Regions from separate parts of the Gossypium hirsutum genome. Here regions 1 and 2 are each linked to region 3. The links are chromatin contacts, called in public Hi-C maps. All regions are on one chromosome and are shown on one strand. The core of a region is the stretch at or near the end of the contact, and the rest is flanking DNA. Distances in the headings are between cores, read along the strand shown. Region 1 has its middle 13 kb from the start of LOC121210779. Region 2 has its middle 37 kb from the start of LOC121210158. Region 3 holds the start of LOC107899435 (LOB domain-containing protein 38).

What was found. Hi-C and Micro-C count contacts between places; a contact is called where the count stands out from the background.
Region 1: a contact with region 3 is called in a Hi-C map of leaf, with 1.9 times the contacts expected there. The contact joins the enhancer-like site here to the promoter of LOC107899435 in region 3. A contact is called at or near these places in 6 of 34 Hi-C or Micro-C datasets (hypocotyl, leaf and petal).
Region 2: a Hi-C map of leaf shows a contact between it and region 3, with 1.8 times the contacts expected there. The contact joins the enhancer-like site here to the promoter of LOC107899435 in region 3. A contact is called at or near these places in 4 of 34 Hi-C or Micro-C datasets (callus and leaf).

The regions. Positions count from the first base shown.
Region 1 is chrA11:63,646,772-63,649,471 of Gossypium_hirsutum_v2.1, forward strand. No RefSeq gene overlaps it. Among protein-coding and RNA genes, the nearest start is that of LOC121210779, 13 kb to the right of the region's middle. Within about 2 kb of position 1,295, at least 3 of the 9 cell types and tissues checked have an H3K27ac peak or open chromatin away from gene starts, as enhancers often do. A contact at or near this core is called in hypocotyl and leaf, where this site is marked.
Region 2 is chrA11:64,040,348-64,043,047 of Gossypium_hirsutum_v2.1, forward strand. No RefSeq gene overlaps it. Among protein-coding and RNA genes, the nearest start is that of LOC121210158, 37 kb to the right of the region's middle. Within about 2 kb of position 1,419, at least 3 of the 9 cell types and tissues checked have an H3K27ac peak or open chromatin away from gene starts, as enhancers often do. A contact at or near this core is called in leaf, where this site is marked.
Region 3 is chrA11:63,835,553-63,838,252 of Gossypium_hirsutum_v2.1, forward strand. LOC107899435 (LOB domain-containing protein 38) reads left to right here and starts at 1,395. Exons shown (of 2, transcript XM_016825154.2): 1 at 1,395-2,010; 2 at 2,109-2,700. The coding sequence starts at 1,827. The coding sequence ends at 2,623.

The sequences.
Region 1 (2,700 bases), core at 45-2,544, 190 kb before region 3:
CCCCGGCCTCCCTAAAATGTAAAATTATTTTTTAGGTCCTTAAATTTTTTTAAAAATTTTAAATTAGTAAATTTAAAATTGCACTGACCCCCTAAAATTATAAAAATTCAATTTAATCATTTACAAATTATAAAGATATAAACTATAAAAAATTAAAATTTCATCCGGCCCCCTAAAAAATTTTTCTAGCTTCGCCCCTGAACACCAACCTTTGATCTATTGGTTAAAGATATTCACCATATCCCCAAGGTTGTAGGATCAATTTGCAGGCCATACCTATGTGGTAATTTAAACGAGTGCGTATACAAGTTTGAAATTTAATTTTATAAAAAAGTAAATAAACTAAGGCTGTGTTTGATAAGTTAAAAATTAATGGTTGAAAAATAATAAGTGCTAAAAATTCAAGTTATACAAGTTATCTAGTATATTATTTAAAATTAAATATAGAATATAATTATATCATTTGATAAATGATAGACTTATTACTCTTAAATGAAAAATAGAAAAATAAATTAAACCCTTACAAAATTATGGCTTTTAAAGATGGTCGTCTGTCATTTTTATTAAACAAACCATTAATAATTAAGCTTTTGGATTCAAGAAAAGTATCTGACAGAATTGAAATTTTAAAACAGCAGTCTAAAATGGCAACCATTGGAGGAAGTAGGTTAAACTCCCTTAAAATTAATGGCTGACAAGTCTTCCAAAATGGACGGACCACTAGGCATTGATTGAGCTTTTGAAATATTATCAAGACATCAACAACGGTAGTTAAAAACTGAAAAAAGGGGTTAAGCCATAAACAACAACAATAATAATAAATGAAAACCCTAAAGCCTATGGGCTGTAAAGATAATACAATATGAACCACTCATTGCAGAATGATACCCTGTACTTGGTGGAACATTGTTTTTCTTAAACTTATTATCATCATCCAAGTGAATTTCAACATTATTTGATTCAACATCGTACGTTTATGACGTAAACATCAATTAGCATATAAGAGGATTTTGGATATGATTAAATGGGTTGCTTAAAAGTAACCCAACAGCTGGACTGGGTTTTACTTTTTCATCGTTTTTAAACAAACAAGAGGGGGACTTCCAAATTGCAGTCGACCCCACAAATCGGAATCTTTGAGATATTGCCTGCATTTCCTGATGATTTGAGGTTTTTTTTTGTTGTTATTGACAAAAAGAAAACGTTATTTTCCTCTGCTTTATTTGGAGGATGGATGGTCCCAACAGCAACCTTCATAATGCCACTACCATTTGCCCATATTATGGGGTCATTAGTCCCAATCAAAAGAAAGAGAAAAAGAAAAAAGATAATGGAATTTCATTTGGGGACTGTCAAACCATCTGTGGTTGGCATTTTCTGCTGATTTAGCCATTAAAAAATAAAAAGGAAAATCCCAACATTTGGCAAATTACAGTGCTAGTGGTATTACTGAAATCAAAATGAGATTGGGTTTTGGCTGACAATCAGAAAGTGTATAATATTTGTGTTTAAAGTGCAGGAACTTATAGGACGGTAGATTAGGCTTATCTTCGTCACCCACCTACAAACATCCTGTGTTAAGCTTTTGATTGATTCTTTGTAAATATGAGAGGAAACTTTTTTAAAGTTGGGTTAACTTATCCACTTGACCATTAAAAAAAATTAACCTATCCCTTAATTACAACAAATCTCAAAATTATATCTCAAGTTTAGTATTTAAATTTGGTTTAATAGTGTAAAAAGTCTTTAAATTTAAAATAAATAAATAAAGTAATTAAGTCCCTCCTTTATTTTTACACTTAATTGAGCACTTGAACTTTCAAAATGTATAAAAAAAATTCCCTCAAACTTGTTAAAAAAAGAACTTAAGCACCTGTTTTTTTCCCATTCAATTAGATACTTAAACTTTCAAAATGCATTAAAAAGATCCTCAAAAATTTTTAAAAAAGCAATTAAACCCTTGCACTTATTAAAAATTAGAAAAAAATATTATAAAAATTATTAAATTTTAGAAAAATTATTAAATTTTAATAAAAATATAAAAAATTAAATTTTTTTATAAAAATCTTAAAAAAAATAAAAAAATTTAAAATTTTATAAAAATCATAAAAAAATTAGTGACCTCTAGTTTTTTTTCAATTAAAGTCATCACGTGTTGCAACACAGCATGACATGTAGCGAAAAAAAGATAAAAAAAATAAAAATCAATAAAAGTTATAGAAAAATTATAAAATACTTTTTTTGGTACGATAATTTTTATAAAGTTTTTTACTAAATTTATATTTCTTTACATTTTGTATAACTTTCTTATAACTTCATAAAATTTTATAATTTTTTTTATATTTCTATATATTTTATAATTTTTTATAATTTTTATAATTTTTTAATATTTATTTTTTAATTAAAATTTAATAAAATTTATAGATTTTATTTTTTTTTAAATTTTTGTCTAATTTTTAATAAATGTAGGGGCTTAATTGCTTTTATTTTTGAAAAAGTTTGAGGATCTTTTTGATGTATTTTGAAAGTTCAAGTACCCAATTGAATGCGAAAAAGAGTAGGGGCTTAATTGGTTTTTTTGAAAAGGTCTGAGGGTCTTTTTGATGCATTTTGAAAATTCAAATACCCAAATGAGTGCAAAAAAAGAGTAGGGGCTTAATTGCTTTTTTTGAAAAGTTTGAGGACTTTTTACACCCTCAA
Region 2 (2,700 bases), core at 169-2,668, 200 kb after region 3:
TCAATTAGAAAACCCACAGCTTTTATCGCGGGTCCAAGCACTTCTTCCTGTTTTTTTTTTCTTTTAAGGAAAACTAATGATAATTAAATTATTAGTGATTTTTTATTTTAATTATTTAATTTTTTAAATTTATAAAGTGATTATTGAATTATTTAAAAGTTTTTATTGATATCATCATAATGTTAAAATAGTTATTGTATGACATTTTTTTTACATCGCTTACACCAATCAAAATAGTTTTGAATGTCATAAATGTACAAATCAAAGTCCAAACAATTTATTTTTTAATTTTCGGTACTGACCTCCAAATTGAATTGGATCTAAGGTATATTCATTTACTCATCAATGAACATTGATACACCGTACTAATCTTCGAATTATCGCTTAGAACTTGCTAGCTGAATTTTAAAAAGAAATAACAACATAGTGACTTAAATAAAAATGTTTAAATAGTTTAGTAACTTAAATAAAAATTATCATTAATTATATATATTTATAATTTTAAAAAATTTGTTAAACTAATAAAATGAGTTAGCACCATATCAAATCATTAAATAAAAATAAACTATATGTATGTTTTTACTTACTTCTTGCTACAAAGGTAAGTTGAAATTTGAGCATGGAAAAATTACATTAAAAGGGTTTGAACCGTATCACTTGGATGTTAACAATCATCGTTCTTTTATTTTGTTGATAATTGCATGGTAATTTTAAATAGGAAGAGTACATTAATTGAATAATTTTTCCAAAAGATATCATTTATATAATTTACGATACATAGTTGTCGTGTGAATTTGATGTAATTTTATTTTAATTATTATATTTAAATTATTTTATTTAAATATATAAACTTTAAAAAGACAATATATATATATAAATTCAACATGCAATTTAAAAAGAAAGAAAGAAAATCAATGGCAATGGCCTTTTAATGTGTTGAATAAAAAAACTCCCATAAACAAAGAAAGAAAGAAAGAAAAATGCAGCACATAATTGTTAAAGATAGAAAAGAGGTTTGGAATTGGAAGTTGGCAGCCAAGTTGGGGCAGCTCAGCTCTGTGTCGTACCTGAAAGTGGATGGAGGTGACGTTGCTATTTTATAATTTCTGAAATTGACTCATATTAATTTCAATATTTGGTTTTTCTACTTCATGCTTGTAAGATTTTCAATTTACGCAAAATATTTGTATCCATTGATGTTGGTTTATTCCTATAAATAAGTGTCATATTTTTTGTTGGTTGGAAAGGGCAACTCTGATTCACAGGGTAAACTTAAAACTTTGGTTTTCATGTAAATGATGAAAAGAATAGGGAGGGGTGATAGGATAGGTGATAAGGGAAGGGTAGCGCTCTGCGTTTATGGATCATTGGACCATCGTCTTCTTCTGATAAGAGGTGGCAAATAGGAGGGGCCAATAATGTTGATCACACCTGGACTTCACGTGACACCTTTGCCCCACCAACTATTATAGAGAATCACATCACATTTATATATATTTAAAGATATGCATAAATTTAAAAAAATTCACACCTACACGAAATTCCGACGTCACTTATCAAAGTTTCACAACTTCAACTTTAATACATTTTTGAAAGATACAATATAATGGAAAACTTCAATTATATTTAAAAATATATAAAAAAATACTTGTGAAATTTGTTCTTTTTTATTAAGAGTATACTTTATAATTATTTTAATTTTCATACCTTATTGCCTAAATACTAAATTCTTTAGAAAGAAATTAAAATAGGTTGGATTTGGGGCGAGGTTGGTGGGGAATAGCTTGCTTTAGATAGTTGACTCAAGAAAGTTTGGCCCCAAAAACCTTGGGGGATGCATCAGGCCTTTCTAATGGTCATATCATCTGTTCGGTTTAGTCTGAACCAGCTGGATTTATTAGGATATGATATTTTATTAATAAATAAATATGACCTGTTTTTAATATTTAAAATATATACTTTTATTAGTTTATAATAGACCGGTCAGGAACATCGGTTTCTGCTGACGTTGAAGAATGTTTTCCTGCACGTGAATCGTGTCAGCTCCCAATCACTTTTCCTCCTTCACCCCACATTTATCGGTTTATCGAATAAAGAAAATCGTGTGAATATAAATGTTTTCGGGTCTAATTTGTTTCATTTATTATTTATTGGTGTAATCTTTTTAATAATATCATAACCAATAATTAAAAAACACTTTTAAAAGAAGAAAAATATTTTATATATTGTCGCTAAAATTTTAAAAAAATTATAAACAAGGTTTAAGGTGATATCAAATATATGTAAGGAATAATAAAAAATAATAAAATAAAACATGTGATAAATTTATAACACAATTTATAAAAAAAATTTAAAAAAATTTCACAAATATTTACCCTTAAAAAATTACACTTCAACTAAATTTGGATCAAATTTTCACTTTATATATCACAAGCCCATCTACTTTAAGCCCATAACAGAAAAAAAGATAAAACAAAAAACCCTAAAAATTTATCATTATCCCTCACTTTCAACCTATTTTCGCTTCGCAATATTCCTCTATTTGTCTTGTACTCTCTTTTTTCACTTAAACTATGAGAAATTCACCGTTCATCTCAAACTTCTACCAGTCTTTTTCGTTTGAATTTCAGTGTTGTACATTTTATTTGAGAGAGGGTAAAAAGAGGAGCTATTCACTATCCTACTTAGTAATAAATTAAT
Region 3 (2,700 bases), core at 145-2,644:
TGAGTAGCCAAGCTATTATTGGACACTCAAACTTAACACACATGGGCAAAAATTTCTTGAATATGCTCACAAATTGCTCAATTTGAATTAATGTTCGATTGAAGACAATAGTGAGTTTGCAGTCACCAACTTATTCCGTCAAAAAATTTTGTGAAACTCAACAATGATGTAAAAAAAGTTTTGGTTGTGTGAAAAAATCAATGAAGGGAAAGGCTATTTATAGGCATGGTAAAAAAATTATATAGAACTCGACATCTATGTGTTTCGATGTCCATTGAATGAATTTACTAAGATTAGGTTAACCCCAAATGATGAAATTTAAAATATAGAAGAACTCAACACCCATTATGTTCTTGTGAATACATTTATTAGAGTTATGTTTTCCAAACTGATAAAATTTTAATTAAAGTAGACTTGAACACTACTTTTTAAGGTTAAAATCCTTAAAAGTCAAAAATTAAATGCAAACAAATTATATATAACTCGACATTCATGAGTGTTAAGGTCTTCTTTTATTAAATACAATTAAAAAGCTAATAGTCATCACTAAATGAAAATACCCTGGTGTTTATTTTGCAATCAACTCGACACTTGTAGGTGTCAAGATCTTTGAATATACACTAGATGCACTTTTTGTACTTTCCGAGAATCTTGGGCTTGGAAATAAAATCAACTGCTTTACTCTTAAAGAAACCTGACACTCGTGAATATTAAACTACTATTCTAAAAAACAACCTTAAAAATATCTATTTTAGTAACTAATTTTTTTCACTATATTCAAATAAAAAACAAATTAACTTGAGGTAATGATAAATATATATATTGTAATTCATGGAGAGGGATTCACTTTAGGCTTATTCATGGGTCGGGCCACCTGGCCCGGCTTGAAGGTCCACTCGAAATGTGGGAGGGTTTGAGAAAAAATTAGATTCGAAAAATAGGCTTAGATAAAAAAATAAGGTCTGTTTAAAAAACTTTAATTTGTTCAATAAATATTAATATATACACTTTTTAGATCGATATGATAAATATATCAGATCGATTTGAAAATGTATATGCATGAAAAGTATTATTATATCAAAAAATTCAGAAGTTAAATAATTAAATCATTAATTATACAAAAATATATAGAAGAGTACAAAATCATTTTTAACTTTAAAGTTTAAGAACCAATTTAAAATGAGAATTACAGTAAATTATTAATTATATAAAAATATATAGAAGAGTACAAAACCATTTTTAACTTTAAAGTTTAAAAATCAATTTAAAATGAAAATTACAGTAATTAACTTTAAAATTTTTATAAATATTAATAATTTGGACTGAAATATAAAGTTAATAATTGTAATAAATTTGACCAGTTAATTATTTTTTAAAAAAATAAATATAAGAAAACTTAAAACTGGGAAGTAGGGGAATCTTATGTAAAAGGGAAAAGAAATTTTCCAACGGTGGAGCGACAAGCATTCGCGGAAACACGGGGCCGCTCATGCCCAGGACTTTGGAATCTATAACCTCTTCACTTCCCCTCATCCCAAGGCACTGTTCCCACACTAAACCCACTACTCCCCGCTAACCCAACCCCCTAACTCAACTCAACTCCTGGGTTTAGTCTCCCTTCCCCCCTCCCCGCCTCTTTAAAACCCTCCTTCCTCTCTCATTTCTCACCCTTATTCTCTCTCTCTTCCATTTCTCCATTGTTAACACCAGCCAGCCACCCTGCCTGCGCAACCAAGTTTCAGAGAGTACATTGGTTTTCATGCTAAGCCAGGAAAAGTGTAGTACTACATAGTTGTTGAGTTGAGTCTTGAATCTTGAGTCCGATCATGAGTTGCAACGGCTGCCGAGTCTTACGGAAAGGCTGCAGTGAGTCTTGTATATTACGTCCTTGTTTGCAATGGATTGAGAGCCCTGAAGCTCAAGGCTACGCCACTGTTTTCGTTGCCAAGTTTTTCGGCCGTGCTGGTCTCATGTCCTTTATTTCCGCCGTTCCTGAATCTCAACGCCCTGGTATGCCCATGCCCTCTATCTTTTCTCTCTTTTTGTTCTTCTCTTATTGTTTCTCATACCAAATTCTGACTCCAATTGCTTCTTAATCTTTGGATCAGCTTTATTCCAGTCGCTGTTGCTCGAAGCTTGTGGGAGAACAGTGAACCCTGTGAACGGAGCCGTGGGGCTTTTGTGGACCGGAAACTGGCACGTTTGCCAAGCGGCGGTGGAAACCGTCCTGCGAGGAGGATCTCTACGTTCCATGCCTGAACTCATGTCTCCGACGCCAGCATCCGACAAAACGTCCGAAGCCACGTGCACGGACATGTGGAAATTGCGAGAGACATCCACGAATCTCAACTCCAACTGTCGATTCTCAAATTCGAGATCCAGGGTTTCACCCAAGCGTAAAAGAGTCGAAGAAGAATTCAAGAAACTACAGCCCTCTGATCTAGATCTTGGCTTGACCCCGAGCTTTACAGGCAAGCGAGCTACCGATAATCGACGACCAGGGACTCCGTCTATGAACTCGGAGGAATCTGTGACGACGACGTGCTTCGAAAGTGTTTTTGCAGATCAACAAGGGCAAGGCAGCAGAGGAACTGATAAAAAATTACTCAAGTTGTTTGTTTGAAGAGGAGGGTTTTTTTTTTTTTGGAATGATCTAGTTTCGATGTAATATTCTTCATTTCTACCGCTACCACCACCGCA